2 separate regions of the Pan troglodytes genome follow, and region 1 is linked to region 2. Evidence: chromatin contacts called from public Hi-C data. All regions are on one chromosome and are shown on one strand. The core of a region is the stretch at or near the end of the contact, and the rest is flanking DNA. Distances in the headings are between cores, read along the strand shown.

What was found. Hi-C and Micro-C count contacts between places; a contact is called where the count stands out from the background.
Region 1: a Hi-C map of stem cell-derived neural progenitor cells shows a contact between it and region 2, with 4 times the contacts expected there. The contact joins the enhancer-like site here to the promoter of MGAT5 in region 2. A contact is called at or near these places in 5 of 7 Hi-C or Micro-C datasets (blood, induced pluripotent stem cells, a lymphoblastoid cell line and 1 more), 1 of 1 datasets of contacts at active chromatin or transcription factors (stem cell-derived excitatory neurons) and 1 of 1 other capture datasets (stem cell-derived neural stem cells).

Annotation. Positions count from the first base shown.
Region 1 is chr13:36,454,434-36,461,590 of NHGRI_mPanTro3-v2.0_pri, reverse strand. MGAT5 (alpha-1,6-mannosylglycoprotein 6-beta-N-acetylglucosaminyltransferase) reads right to left here. Exons shown (of 18, transcript XR_010150065.1): 13 at 3,089-3,235. Among named protein-coding and RNA genes, the nearest start is that of MGAT5, 290 kb to the right of the region's middle. Within about 2 kb of position 4,195, at least 13 of the 24 cell types and tissues checked have an H3K27ac peak or open chromatin away from gene starts, as enhancers often do. A contact at or near this core is called in induced pluripotent stem cells, a lymphoblastoid cell line, stem cell-derived neural progenitor cells and 1 more, where this site is marked.
Region 2 is chr13:36,168,324-36,175,846 of NHGRI_mPanTro3-v2.0_pri, reverse strand. It overlaps MGAT5 (alpha-1,6-mannosylglycoprotein 6-beta-N-acetylglucosaminyltransferase), which reads right to left and starts at 6,206. Exons shown (of 18, transcript XR_010150065.1): 1 at 6,068-6,206.

The DNA.
Region 1 (7,157 bases), core at 2,946-5,445, 290 kb before region 2:
TGGAAAATTAATATCTACAATTTGGGCATAAAACATGGAAAAATAATATCTACAATTTGGGCAGAAGTAGAACTTTAGAGATTTCCTAGACCTAATTTCAAATGTACAGGTGATTTTGGCATAAAAACAGACATACAGACCAATGGAACAGAACAGAGAAACCAGAAAAGAACTGATTCCCAACGAGGCTCACAAGAATACACAATGGAGAAGCACAGTGTCATCAATAAATAATATTTGGAAAACTTGATTTCCACAAGCATTAAGAATGAAATCAAATCTTTATCTCACACTATCTATAAAAATGAATTCAAAATTGATTAGACTTCAATATAAGACCTGAAACAGCACAACTACGAGGAAAAAAAAAAGTGCAAAAGCTTCTTGACACTAGTCTGGGCAATGATGTTTGGGTATGATACTAAAAGCACAGGCAACAAAAGCAAAAACAGGCAACTGAGATTGCATCAAACTAAAGAGCTTCTGCACAGCAAAGGAAACAATCAATAGAGTGAAAAGGCAACCTATGGAATGGGAGAAAATATTTGCAAACCACATATTTAATAAGCGGTTAATTCCCAAAGTATATAAGGAACTCCTACAACTCAACTGTGGAAAAAACCCAACCAATCAAATTAAAATATACGCAAATAACCTGAAGACATTTCTCGAAAGAAGACATACACAAGGCAAACAAACATATGAAAAGGTGCTCAACATCTTTCATCATCAGGGAGATGCACATCGAAACCACAAGGAGATATCACCTCATGCTTGTTAAAATGGCTTTTATCAAAAAGACAAAAGATAACAAGTGTCTGGCAAGAATGTGGTAAAAAGGGAAGCTTGGTACCCTGCTGGTGAAAATGTAATGTGTTACAGCCATAAATGAAAAAGAAAATGGAGGTTTCTCAAAAAATAAGAAATAGAACTCCACATAATCCAGCAATCCCACTGCTGGGTATATATCCAAAGCAGTTAAAATCAGTATGTTAAAGCAGTATCTGCACTCGCATGTACACTGCAGCATTATTCATAATAGCCAAGATATGGAAACAAACTAAGTTTGTTTGGCCTTCAGTGGATGAATAGATAAACAAATTATGTGTATATGAAATATTTAGCCTGCAAAAGAAGGAAATCCCATCACTGGCGGCAACATGGATGAATGTGGAAAATATTATGCTAAGTAAAATAAGCCAGGCACAGAAGGAAAATTCTGCATGATCCCACATGCAGACCAGCCTAGCTGAACTCACAGTTCAACTCACAGTAAAATGGTTGAACTCGCAGAGCAGAGAATACATTCGTGATTCCCAGAGACTGGTGCATGGGGATACGGGGAGATGTTGGTCAAAGTCTCAGTTATACAAGTTGATTAAGTTCTGGAGAACTAGTGTGCAGCATTATGACCATAGTTAACAATACTGTATTGCATACTTGAAATTTGCCAAAAAAGGAGATCTTAAGTGTTTTTACCATGAAAAAAATATCTATTTAATATGTAAGGTGATGGATTAGCTTGATTGTAATGACTATCTCACAATGTGTATATTTATCAAAACATCAAGGTGTACACCTTAAGTATATTTTTTGTCAAAAATAAACAAAAAACCCGAGGGATGATTTACTAGTTTCTTTCCCCCCGCCAAACTCCAAAGTTTCAAAGAAGTCAGTCACATGCTAAAGCAGAGATTCCTAAACTGAGATATTTTCACTGCTGGGCAGCATCTTTTTAAACTTTTCAAAAGAATAGGTTCACGGCAGACTGAATGTCCCCAGTCTCTGTGTCCTAGCACTTCCTACAGCACCTAGCACACAGATGTACATTAAGTATTGCCGACTTATAAATGAACAAACTGACCTCTTAATACAAAACCACTCCCCAAATGAAGAATTCAAATTTATTATTCTAGCAGAAGGAAAAAAAAAAAACCACACACACACACACACACACACAAGTGTGTGCACAACCCTTGTCAAAGGTTATCTGGGCCACAGATTAACCTTTTATAGATAAACATAGATCTTATTGAACTTCTATCTCCTTTGGCTATTTCACCAATGACAGGAAGGGTCAGAGAAAAATAACTCTCAAAGTAATCAGTTCTATAAATTGTCAAGGTTTCTGACTGATCAATAAAAAATAACCATTGAAAATGCATCTTATATACTATTTGAGAGAGAAAATGACTCAGAAGGGGTTTAAAAGTAGAACTGAAACATATATGTTTTATAAACTGTCCTTCTACATTGATATGCCATGGGACGGATGCTAATCAATGTAATCCCCCAGCCAAAGGCCCTGAATGACAAGGATGCTGCTATGACTTCCCTTCATAAGCTGCCTGCAGAGTCACTTACTACTAACTACATAGAAATAATCAGAAAATCAATCTTATGGTTTCTTGCACACACCTATTTCTGACCAGATGAAGAAACACCCAGCTTGATCACTCACATGTAGCTGTAAAAGACTTTTGTTTATTGCCCTAAATCAAATCCAACTACCCTCAATGGTGATTCATCACACACTGCAGATTTTCAACAGGATCTCTGAAGGCAATTCAAATGAGGCTTCTGCAAATGGTTCTAGCAATGGTAGGATTACTTCTTGGGATGGTGGGTGAAAAAAATCAGTCACATTACTTCAGTTATCCATGATACATATGGTATCCTGAGGCTGATGGCTCTTTGAAAACTCCCACAGCCCACTTTTTATTCTCCAAAGCCCATCATGGGGAGCAGATTCTTCACAAGTATCTGCTAACCAGTTGATCTCACTCCCTAAACTTCAAACATTCAGGAAACCAGAGTTCAGCTATAATCAGAGGCTAGATTGTCTGAGTTTACAGTAAGCTAGAGTGGGGGTAGAGTGTCAAGATCCCTTACTTGGTGAAGGCAGAAGTAGATTCAAATCCTGCCCCTAACTTGCAAGGTGATGTGATCAGGTCATTTGCCTCTCTGAGCCTCTACACCCTCACCCTCCCACCCAATCATGTTAGATGAAGTTAATACCTACATGAGCACTCAATAAATAGCTATTATTCATATTATTCAAAATGGAATAATTTTGATAGATGCTTACCTCTCTCAGAGTTGGCTTGCCAATGAAAAAGTCTGTGTTTTTGCTGCTTTTGGGTGGGTTGAACTTGGGATTCAGAAAAGCACATCCATTTGCGATAGCTTCCAGGGGAGCTGGGCCCTCGTAAGGGAACCCAAGTCCAACAAACAACTGTAAGACAGAAAACCACACAGCGTATGAACACATCAGGCAGGACCATCAGGCAGGACGGGCATTCCTAGCTTGCAGGCGGCGATTCTGTGGCCCATTCCCGTGTGGACACCTCACTTTGGAAGGCTCCCAGGCCCTGGGGGGTGGGGCAGAGAGAATTCAGCTTACACCAGGATCTGAAAAACTACGAACTTTTAAAGTCCCCACAAAGCTGCTCAACTCACTATGCTCTCCTCCACCAAGGAAGTAAAAAATTAAGTGTCTAGGGGTATCCACGGGGTAGGGAGGATGGAGTATTAAAAGAAAAACCACCACCACCACCAAGACCCAACAATAATCCTTCTGTAACTCACCAGGAGACATGACTGGAAAAACACTTGCTTAACTACACAGAAGGTTTCTTCATTGAACCAAAGAAACAACAGGCCCTTTCAGGAATGCTGGGCGGAGGGACAGAAAGGTCACTTGGAGGTTTGATTGCAGTTCAAACGGAACTGCTTTAAAATGATGGTAGGTCAGTAAACACAGGTTTTCATAATGGGGTTTACACTGGGGACACCAACATCTTGGTGTTGATTTTCCCCTCAGAGGGGAGAGAGGGTGCTGTGTTGCTGAATCTGCAAGGCAGCTGCTTCCCTCTCCAGCAGGCAAACCATGTGCTTCCCCCAAGACAGACCATAGATGGCAGCAACAACTTGCTCTCAGTCCTCAGAGCAACCACAGCAGCTGGAAGCCACGATGACAAAGGGGACAAGCTGCAGTTCAGTAGTGCTGATTTCCTGCGTCCAAAAATGAAATAACTGCTCCCAGAAATGCCTCGGCACGTACCATCACAGTGGGTGTACTTCACACTGCTGGAGCACTGCAGGTTGTTGATGGGCAGGGTCCAGGTCTGGGCTTGACGAAGCTGTGTCCTCTCTACCCACATAAAAGCCTATTCTGTTTCAGCCCCCAGGGGCACATTAAGTGAGAAAAGATAACTGGGCCCCAGGGCGTCCTTTCCTTCTGCCATCACAGAGCATCACCCAACCACAAGGCCAGGCGTTGAGAATGAAGGAGATGGCTCAACTAGATTTAGCTGCAAGCTTGGTTCTGTTTTTCCCTCGGTCTTTTCACAGCAATCCCCTCCTTCTCACCAGCTTTCCTCTCTTAGCAGCTGCTCTAATTGAATGATCGTTTAGAAAGGTTCAGCTGGAGGGTGCCAGGCCCAAGCTGCCGGGCTGCATGTGTCAGGCCAACCCTGAGCACAGCCCATGGGTGACATACTGGAGAACCAGGTAGCTCCTGAAGGAATTCTGGGGCAAAGCACTAACATCTCAGGTTTTCTGGACCTATTTACTTTTGTTTTGAACAGAATAGGGTACTCAATCTTTTTGGTTTTTGGAAAGAATAAATTTTCGTTTCCTGAAAACTGCGTGATCACAATGCCAGAGATGTCCACAGGGCAGGGAGCTGGGAAGAAAAGAAGCTTTAGAGGCCAGCAGAGCCCCTAATGCTGGCTGGGTCATTTCCCCCTTGGGCAGCAGAACCACCAGAGATCACGGGTGGGGGTGATGGTGGTGAGGAAAACATGGTAGCCAGGAGCCTGGAAGCTGTAGGATAAAGGGCAAGCTCTACTACCATTAGGAAGCTCCTGCTTTGCATCTTACTCTTATTATACAGCTAACAGAAACGAGATTGTCAGAGAGAACTTCTAACTATAGGGTGTGGCCTGGACATGTGGCTCAGGGGTGGGGGAGATCTGACTGCTGCAGATGAAACGGAAGGAAACAGTGGGAATGTACTAGTCCCACGACATCCCAGCTTTATGGAATATGAAGAATCCAGGGTTGTTATCTACCAGACTTGTGATCTCTGATTTGCCCTCTCCTATCAGACTTTGGAGAGGATGTGCCGGCTCTCCAGTGGAAAACAAATGACCTCTGTCAGGCCGTGGTTGGGCATAAGACAGCACAGGGAGTCCAGATCTTTCTGACTGAGGAGAAAAGTGCCAGAAGACGCAGATCAGGATCTCTGCAGGTTTAGTCAGAGAACCCACAGTGCCTCCTGACCTCTGAAAATCAGGGCCTGCCATGAAGTGTGGATACCTTCATCAACTCTAAGTTTCAAAGAACAGCTTTGGAGGAAACGCAAGCAGCACAATGTTTGTCTATTTAAATAGAAAATCTTGGGAAAAATTTAATTAGCTTCTTTAGATCAATCTGAACCCATTAATTAAAAGGATTTGAGGCTGTTGCTTAATGGACTTGAATGTGACCTAGGTTTAATTATATCTGAACAACAATATGAACCATCTCTTCTGCCCTGTGGGCACCAGAATATCTCAGTACACATAAAATAAAAACTTTATTAACTCTCCCAAAGCCTCATATGTTTAGAATGAAGCCTAAGCAAATACAACATAATTTCCTGGCAATGAGTTTTTCTGTCACACAATTAGGATTGTAGGAAATACATTACTTGGAAACACCAAAATAACAGTTTTTTGTCACTTCAGTCAATAAGCAATTTTTTTCTTGCTTCCTGTGTGCTTATTACCTGTGATATTACAATGGAGCAGATGTATTAAGGTCAAATAGCACATCTGAGGTTTGAATGAAAACACAACAGGCAGAGAGAGTTCATCACCACCAAACAGCACTCTGTAAACTTCCTTGCACTTATGGTCTTGCCACACATTGGCACCTTAACCACATTGAATTGCTTTTCCCCTAATCTCCTGCTATTCTGCCTACTTAACCGATTTCCTTAGCAAGGAGGCAAGAGACACTGCAAGAATGTACATAAGTGCCAAGGCTTAACTCTGCTGGAGAAAACTGGCCATATTTTATTTATACTTCACCTTGCCTTCAGAAGCCCAGAATCTAATGAGGATATTCCAGATGACAAAATATCTCCATGGCTGCAACTCCAGCTCCATCAATGAGTATTTCTACACAGAGGGATTGTGGGATCTAGGATTAAATTTCTGAACTAATGCTAAGCAGAGAGAACAGATGAGGCACCATACGTTTTCTTCACAGTATAGGATTGGGACGTTCCTACACATTCACAAAGGGTCCAGTAAAACCACTCAGATTTTTCCCACTCTGTGAAAGAAGAAACAATTGTTTTAAACTGCTAAGTGGAGTACTTAAAGAATCTTTTAAACATGGATAAAGGGGGTTCTTCTCCATGGGCTTGGTCAGTTTCACTCTTGATGGGGAACATTGAGGATAATCATAAATAGGAAACACACACACAACACATACTTTTCTGGCCAGTTTTAATTAGCGAAGTTGGCATGGTGACTCTAGAGGGAAACTGAGCAATGAATCACCCCCGGTTCACCAAATGAATTGATGAATCCATTATTGACACAAAGTGCCCAGAACAATGTGGTAATTAACAGCGCAGGTTCTGGAGACAGATTAGGCTTCAAGGTCTAGCTCCATCATTTCCCAGGTCAGTCACTGTGACACACTGCTAGGTGCTTCTGTCTATGGATTAGTTAAGGCCCATTTATAATCTATTCTATTTATAGGACCTTAGTCCGGGTAACAAGCTTGCTAAACCTCAGAGTTTTCATGTGTAAAATGAGTAAAACAATAGTGCTTTATTTCATGGGGTTGCTGTGAGGATTACATGAGATAGTACATGGAAAGGATTCATTCCAAGTCTTGGCACTTAGTAAGTGCTGGATAATCAGTCACTCAAGTTCAAATCCATATGCAACTTCACACAGCTGCATATCATGGCCTTGTATCATTTAGACGGAGTTTACGTGTGCAGGAGTTATGTTTGTGGGTTTTTACAAGATGTTCAGCACCTGCATGTATATTTATGAGTTCTCATTGTTTCATAAAGTATCTGCACTAAAAAACGGGGAGGGATATTCATCAGAAGAGAGAGATAAGAGATGATATGGTTTACAGTGACTGCC
Region 2 (7,523 bases), core at 4,957-7,456:
TAACAACTGAGGCCCAAAGTGGTCACATGGGCTGAATTAGTATGTTCATCTACATTTCCCTTTATCACTGAACTTAACTCTTCTGGGTGTGCATTGACCAGGCTTAGACTTTAAACTCCTTGGGTAGCCAGTGACTATTTATTTGGCAGAAGCATTCCGAATCAGGAACAGGTGAGGGCAGGAAAGGAAACAGGTGCTCACTGCTATGTCCAATGGGAAGATTCCACAAAGTATGGCGATCTTGGGTTCAGAAAAGCATTTTGTGTGGCTTCTGCTCTCTTTCTAGGACTCCGCAGACACTGCGGGAATGTCTTCACAGGCACCGTTTATCAGAAATGTTAAGGAATGGTCCTGATACCTCTTCCAGGTCACTCCTCACCTACCCCATGCTCCTAAAGAAAGGAAATCAATGCTGAGAGGAGCCAGGAGCCCTAAAACACAGAGAATTAATAAGAGTGAAATGTAAAATCCAGCCCAGACTGGATTCTTATCATGTCAAACTTAAAAGGTGACATGAGAAAGGGAACCCCTCATTCCAAAGGATATACGTCACTTAGATTCTCCCAGCTGGGGATGGTAGGAGGGAACTGGGCCACACCAACCTGCTCCCTACCACATTCCAAAGTGAAGCTGGGTGTGAGCACACAGTGGGCTCCAGTGAGGAACAGATGCCCAGTGGCCATCAATTCTCTTCCTGTATCATTGCTATAAACAAAGCAGGCAGGCACCCGTTATCAACTGTTACCAATTGTTCCTGTGGGACCACAGAGGAGATGTGAGGTCCAGCTTTGCCACTGCTGCCTGCTGGTGAGACTTTGAGAAAGTCCCTCCACCTCTCTGCACCTCGGTGACCTCAGCTAGAAAGAGGAGGGCCCTCCCTGCAGTGCCCCTGGGTATCTATGAAGCCCTCTCGGCTTAGGTTGGAAAGAAGGTGCTGGCTAGTACAGGGCATACTCACCAGCCTTAACCACTACTCACAGCCCAACCCACACTGGCTCTGGACCTAGACCACCTGGCTTCAAATCCTTGCTCTGCCACTGAGTAGCTGTTTGTAACCTTAGCTAGATTTCCTGACCTCATGATGTTATGGTCTCTCCATGTATAAACTTGGAATAACAACAGAATCTACCTCATTGTTGAGCGAAATACCTGTAGTACAAAAGAAGCATTTGCAATAATGCCAATCGGAGAAGGTGGATTTTTTTCATCGCCATCATTCCTATTTTCTTGTCTACCCTTTCTTGATGTTTCTCCACCAAGACATATAATAAAATCTCTACGATGATCACCAACATAACACACTCCCATGAGGGGACCCAGACATGGAAAAGACCCAAAACTAATAGAGTGGAAGACTTTTCTGTGTAGGATACTTATAATAATAATTTTTAAAAAACATTTTACCAGCATGACAGGACTTATAAGAAGTCTGTGCACCGAACTACAACTTTAAAGCGTGAAGTTCAAACAGGAGTGGGTGGGTGGCACATGTTCCCTCAAGGGCCAGCCACAAAAATCACAAAGGGATGCAAATAAGTGAGGCTGTTATTATTCTAGGGATAACCTTGAAGTGCTGACATTTTAAAAAGTAAACCTATTGCAAGCACCAGTAGTTAACTCTTACTAGTAACAGAAGTACTTGGGTGTAACTCACTCCTGAGTTCACTTTGTCAGGAAATAGAGTGGAGAAATATTCCTTAGCCATTGCAGGGAGCCACCTGAGCAAGGGTCAAGGTCCAGCAGGCATTAATGCCAGCCTGGCAGTGAAGGTGACAAAGAGAGAGTGCTAGTTTACAAGACAAACTGCTCCCACCAAACCAAGCCACAGTAGCTTATAACCCTTGCCTGTCCTGATTTTTAAGACTGGGCAGAGTCCCGAGAGGAAAGCCCTGTTCCCATTCCAGAAGATTGTATGTTTAGACAAGAGAACTGTGGGATTTTGAACAAATAAAGTGATTCCTCCAACCCCTCCCATGCACACACATAGCCCTGCAGATATGACAAAGTCAGGGAAGGATGCACTTAATTGTGGCAATGAAAAAAATAAATACAACAGTCCAAATGGGCAAACACACAGCTCGAGTCCAAACTCCTCTAGCTGAGAAGGTGGTTACAGTGCTAAGGCTCCTGGGACCCACCTTGGCAGCTTTCCAAGAGCTATTAGTTTGTATTAACACACAGTAAGAGAAGGTCTGCTAAATTAAAAGTGAGATAATTTAGGAGGACATCTTTATACCCAGCACCAGCCCAGTGCACGGCACATGGCAGATGCTGGAAAAATGCTCATCAGCAGCCAGCATCAGTCACAAATGTGGATGTTGACATAGGATGTAAAACAGTATAGGGATATGGCTTAGATTAGAGACTTTAAGGGTTGGAGAGATCATTACTTAATTTCAAAGAGAAATTTGAAAGTGTAGCCATCTTCTGGCTACTAAGAGTGATTCCATACTTCAAAGCAATTATTAACATTAAAGGCAGCCTGGTAAAACCTGCACTGACAAGTCCCAAATGCTTATTTATTTCTCATCCTATCTTCTCAATTGTCACCCAGATAGCAATCCCCCTGTATAAAATTATTTCCTCCCTTTTCTCAAGTATCATCTGAATTACAGTAATCAAAACTACCCATCAACCTGTTCACCTGACACCAGGAGCCTTCCCCAAACTTTGAAACTCACCATACGAAACCCCCAGAGACAAAGCTAACAGCACACACTTTCCTGAGGCCTGTTATAACAGCATCAACACAGAATGCCACCCCCAACCACTCCTCCTCCATGCCTCCTAGGGCCAGGAGCCCATGACACACAAGGAGGAAGGAAGACAGTGAGTCCCTACTGAGCTTAAAGCCTCTTGAGAAAGAGCAGAGCAGTCACCTGTCTGTATGACTCTGGGAAGGAGAGGACATAAACTTTCCAACCCAGATCTTACAGATGACTGCTCTGCAGTTTTCTACACATCTCTGCAGGGTACACTAGTCACTGCCCGTCCCCTGCCAAAATTAATCCAGGGATGTCTCTGTAGTGACTTAGATCCTGAGACACATGGAACATTAGGGAAAAGTTGTGTCAAATGTCAGAGTGACAACTAGAATGGTTCCTGGGAACTCATACTTCCAAAGGCCTCCCCGTCAGCTAGGGTAACAGGGGAGTCTAGCATTTCAATGCTTTTGGAGGACAGCTGGGCAGAAGGTGGGTTGCTTATTTTAAAACAAAAAAAAATTGAATGGGATGAGAGATTATGTGAATTCCTGTGATCTCTTGAGGTCCCTTCCAGCTTCCAGATTCTACCAAAGAACATGGCATATGCATGTGCATATGCACACACCTCTTTATAAAAATGTATACAGATGTGGGAATATATATAAATGAGTACTATATTCACACTTCCAAACACAAAGCACTTGAAATGCACACTGCTGAGGAGATCCAAAAGCCCACGAGCTGCTCTGCAGCAGCAGTTGGAGCATACGGTTGCCACCGGCAGATCTGGGCAGAGCCCTCCACCCCTCCTGCCATTGCAGTTCACCTTAAAACCAACTGGTGGCTGCTTGTGCAGGTGCAAACCCTGCAAAGCTCCAAACCAGGACTGCAGATTCCTTTCTCCTAATGACTCCAGTCACGAGTGTCCCAGAGTGAAGAAGGCAGGCTGAAACAAAGGAGGAGATGAAAGAAGAAGCCCAAACCCTATATCCAGGTGGAGCCACCCCAGCAGAGGCAGATGCCAGACAGAGCAACTTCCTTCTCCTCTTCTCCCAGCCCCTACAAAGGGTGAAACAGTCACCCTCTTGCCCCTCCTCCATCACCTTGCTTTTCAGGGCCTCTCCAGGTAAGGCTGACAACATGGGCATTTAAATGAGCATTTAAAAGCAGGGTGATGGAGGAGGGCAAGAGAAAAAAACTAAGCTGGAAAAAACTAAAAAGCTCTCTAGAAAGGAGAGGTTTGCACTAGGCCGGGCACGGTGGCTCACGCCTGTAATCCCAGCACTTTGGGAGGCCGAGGCAGCTGGATCACCGGAGGTCAGGAGTTCGCGACCAGCCTGGCCAATATGGTGAAACCTCGTCTCTACTAAAAATTAAAAATTAGCCGGGTGTGGTGACGGGCGCCTGTAATCCCAGCTACTTGAGAGGCTGAGGCAGGAGAATCTCTTGAACCCGGAAAGCTGAGGTTGCAGTGAGCCGAGATCGCACCATTGCACTCCAGCCTGGGCAACAAGAGCAAAACTCCATCTTTAAAAAAAAAAAAAGACAGGAGAGCTTTGCTCTAATCTTTACTGCCAGATAAATCTGAGGATGCCCATCTCAGCCCTGAACAATAGCAACAAAAATAATTTATAGGAAAGCAGTGAGGACGGGGGGAGGAGGGTGAAAATTCATTCACCACAAATCTCAGATGCTTTGCCCTTCATGAAAAACTGTTCAGTGATTTTCTCGGAACAGACAAGGGAGTTCTGATGCAGCCGTAAGGCTTAGGATGTGCATGACACAGAGATTAACACTGGCGAGTCTCTTGGAGTAAAAACCAAGTTGATCAGGTCCTGACAATAAACTGGGGGTGGGGGTCAGTTCAACGACCCAGCTTCCCACTCGCATCTCCTTAGAATGAGATACCTCTAACACTTTGGTCTGGGTGTGTTTACAAGTGCGATGTTGCCATCCACCCGAACCCCACACACAACTGAGTTTGCCCCTTCCCAACTTCACAGACCCAGAAGTACTCATCTCCCCTAACTGGGCCGCCAGAGCCAGGTGCAGATAGCGGCGGCCGCCCGGGGCCAGGCCTGGCAGTCGGTCCCAGGAGGGCCGGGCCCTATACCGAATCCATCCACATCGCCCGGTTCCCGCAGCCCTGAGGAGCCAAGCACCCCCTCTGCGCTCCAAACGCCTCTGGACAATGCAAGCGCCACCCCCTTCCCTCTTCGGCTCTTCCGCGCGGCGGCTACAAAACCGCGGCTTTGTGTGTGACAGCAAGTGTATGCGCGAGCGTCCCTGGGCTCACACACCCCCTTGCACCCCGCCTGCTCGCCGCGCCAGGTCCGGGCACCAAGCGGGCGCACCGCGCGCGGGTCCACCAGGCTGAGAGCCGCGCTCCAGGCCTCTGGCCACCCCGCCACGGGGAGCAGGGGCTAACACCCACGCCCCCAATCCCGGCTGTGAGGGCAGCCGGGGAGAGCAGTGCGCGTAGCTCAACTGAGGCGAGGCAGGGGCCAGGGGCGCGAAAGAGCCACAGGCGAGAGCGGCGCCCACGACTCCCTAGCCCCGCCGCCCCCAACTTTGCGAGCTGAGGGCCGGGAGTGGGCCGGGGCGGCTCACGACTCGGCAGGAAGTTCCCAGGGCCGCACTGAGCATGCTCTCGGGGAGTGTGTGCGCGGGTGTGGGCTCTGCGCTCCCTGCAGCCTCCCAGACCCGGCAGCAGCGCTGAGCGCGCCGGCGGGATCGCGGACCCGCGGGCCGTCCCCTAACAGCCGGGGCGCCCCCGGGCCTCCTGGATCCTCTGGCCCGGAGCGCCGGCCCGCCGCATCCCTCCTCCCTAGGGGCTCGGGGCCAGCCTCCCTCCTTCTTCCTTCCTCCCTACTGGCCCCTGGCCGAGCCCGCCCAGTGCCCCTGGGTCCCGAGGACCCCGGCCCGGCCCGGCCCACGCCTGCGGCGTGACCCCCACTGGGCTCCTCCGCTGTCCGAGCGCCCATCTGCCATCCCCGGCCGCTCGCCTCCAGCCCGCGCAACCAGAGCTTCCTTTGGACTGTCCCTAGGAATGCCTACAAGCCCCCTCGTCACGGGGCCTGGGGGGTTCAGCCTCCCCTGGGAGGGGCTGCCCGGGGCAGGTGGGCTCGTCAAGGCGCGTCTCCCGGCTCCACTCCGGCGTCCTGCAGAGCGGCCGGGGCCGGGGCACCCACGCAGGCGGCAGAGGAGCGACGGAAGGAAGCCCCCGACCGCGCCGACCCCGGTGCGGGCTCTCCTCGCCCGCGCCTGGTTCCCCGTGCCCCCCGCGGTCCCCTCTGCGCGCATCACCCCGCGGGGATGACGAGCTCCCTCCGACGCGATCACCCGGATCCGGCAGCTCTTACCTCCTTGTTGGGCAGCAGCAGCAGCCGGGAGCACCCGCCGGCCGCCGTGCCCACGCGGCCCGAGGCGCGAGGTCGCGACGCCCCGAGCCTGCGGCGCGGCTACCTGGGCTGGATCGCGCCCGGGGCCGCCGCCGCGGGAGCCGCAGGGCCGCCGCCGAGCGGGCCGCGGCAGGGACGGTCTGCAAACTACCAGCCCTGGCGGGGCCGCGCGCGGCGCGTCCACACTCAGCCCCGAGACGCAGCAGAGGCGCTCCTGTGGGAGCTCAGTCGACCAGGGCGGGAGTCCGTCCTCAATTTCTGGCAACCTTCCCCTAGCCGACCTCGCCAACTTCTCCCCGCTTCTGGGCTCGCGGCTCTAGGAGGCAGAAATTCCGGCCGGGGACGTTTGGCAAACTCCCCGCCCCCGGCCGCGCGCTCAGCCAATTCGGAACGCCCCAGCTTCTCAGGGGCCGTCGGCAAACTCTCAACCCTGTCTAGGAGGACTTCTCCCAGCCACTCTGTTCCGCAGCCCAAGGGGAGAGAAAGGAGCGAGCGGGACCTTCTGATCGCGGCCATAAATAATATTCTAACAAGGTCAGGGGCAGTGTGCAAATATTGATATGACGATGCATCCTCCGGAGTGGTGCAGTCCAAGCCCCAAAGGACAAGGGACCTTCCAGCAGCGAAGCCCACTGATGGGGAGACTGTGGTCTCAACCATCTTAGAGGTGCAGGCAACTTTAACAAAACGCCCTGAGGCTCAGTTTCCTCTTTCGTAGAACGCATTACACAAAGCAGTATGTATACTGCCATTTGGTTTTTGTGACCTTGGGCAAGCCACTTAACCATTTGAATTCATCTTTATGAGCATAACAAATGCTGCTTCATGAGGTTATTGTGAAGATGATATGAAATACATGTGAAATACTTAGGGATATGTGGCACTTATAAATGAAATCCATTCTTTCTTCTCTGCCCTGCTCCCACTCCCGGATTTTAGGAACACTCTGGACGAGCTAGCTGAAAACTGCACTGTTGTAAATTCACAAATAAAACACATCCCGTGCCCTGAAGGCACCACAAAGAACATTGACTGACATGAGAGATTAAACCCAACCAAGCCCCAGGAGAGAGAATGCCATACATTTACATCGATAAGCATTATAGTTTCTTGTTAAGTAGTATCTGGAATGGAGGAAGAGTGGGCTATTGAGCTAGTGGTAGAATCCACAAGACCATAACCCCAGCAATTTCCAGACCCCATAACCAGTCACTACATCCAGACCTCATAAGGATTCATGTTCAGTGTCCCCTCATCTGCCCTGCAGGACTTCACCCCTACTTCGTTGTCCTCTCTGGGGTCTTATTTCTTGGACTTAGCTCGCCCCCACCCTACTACGCACCCTCCCCACCAGAGGTATTTACAAACGAGGATCATGGAATTTTTCGACCCTAGAAATGATTCAGTCCCTTTCCTT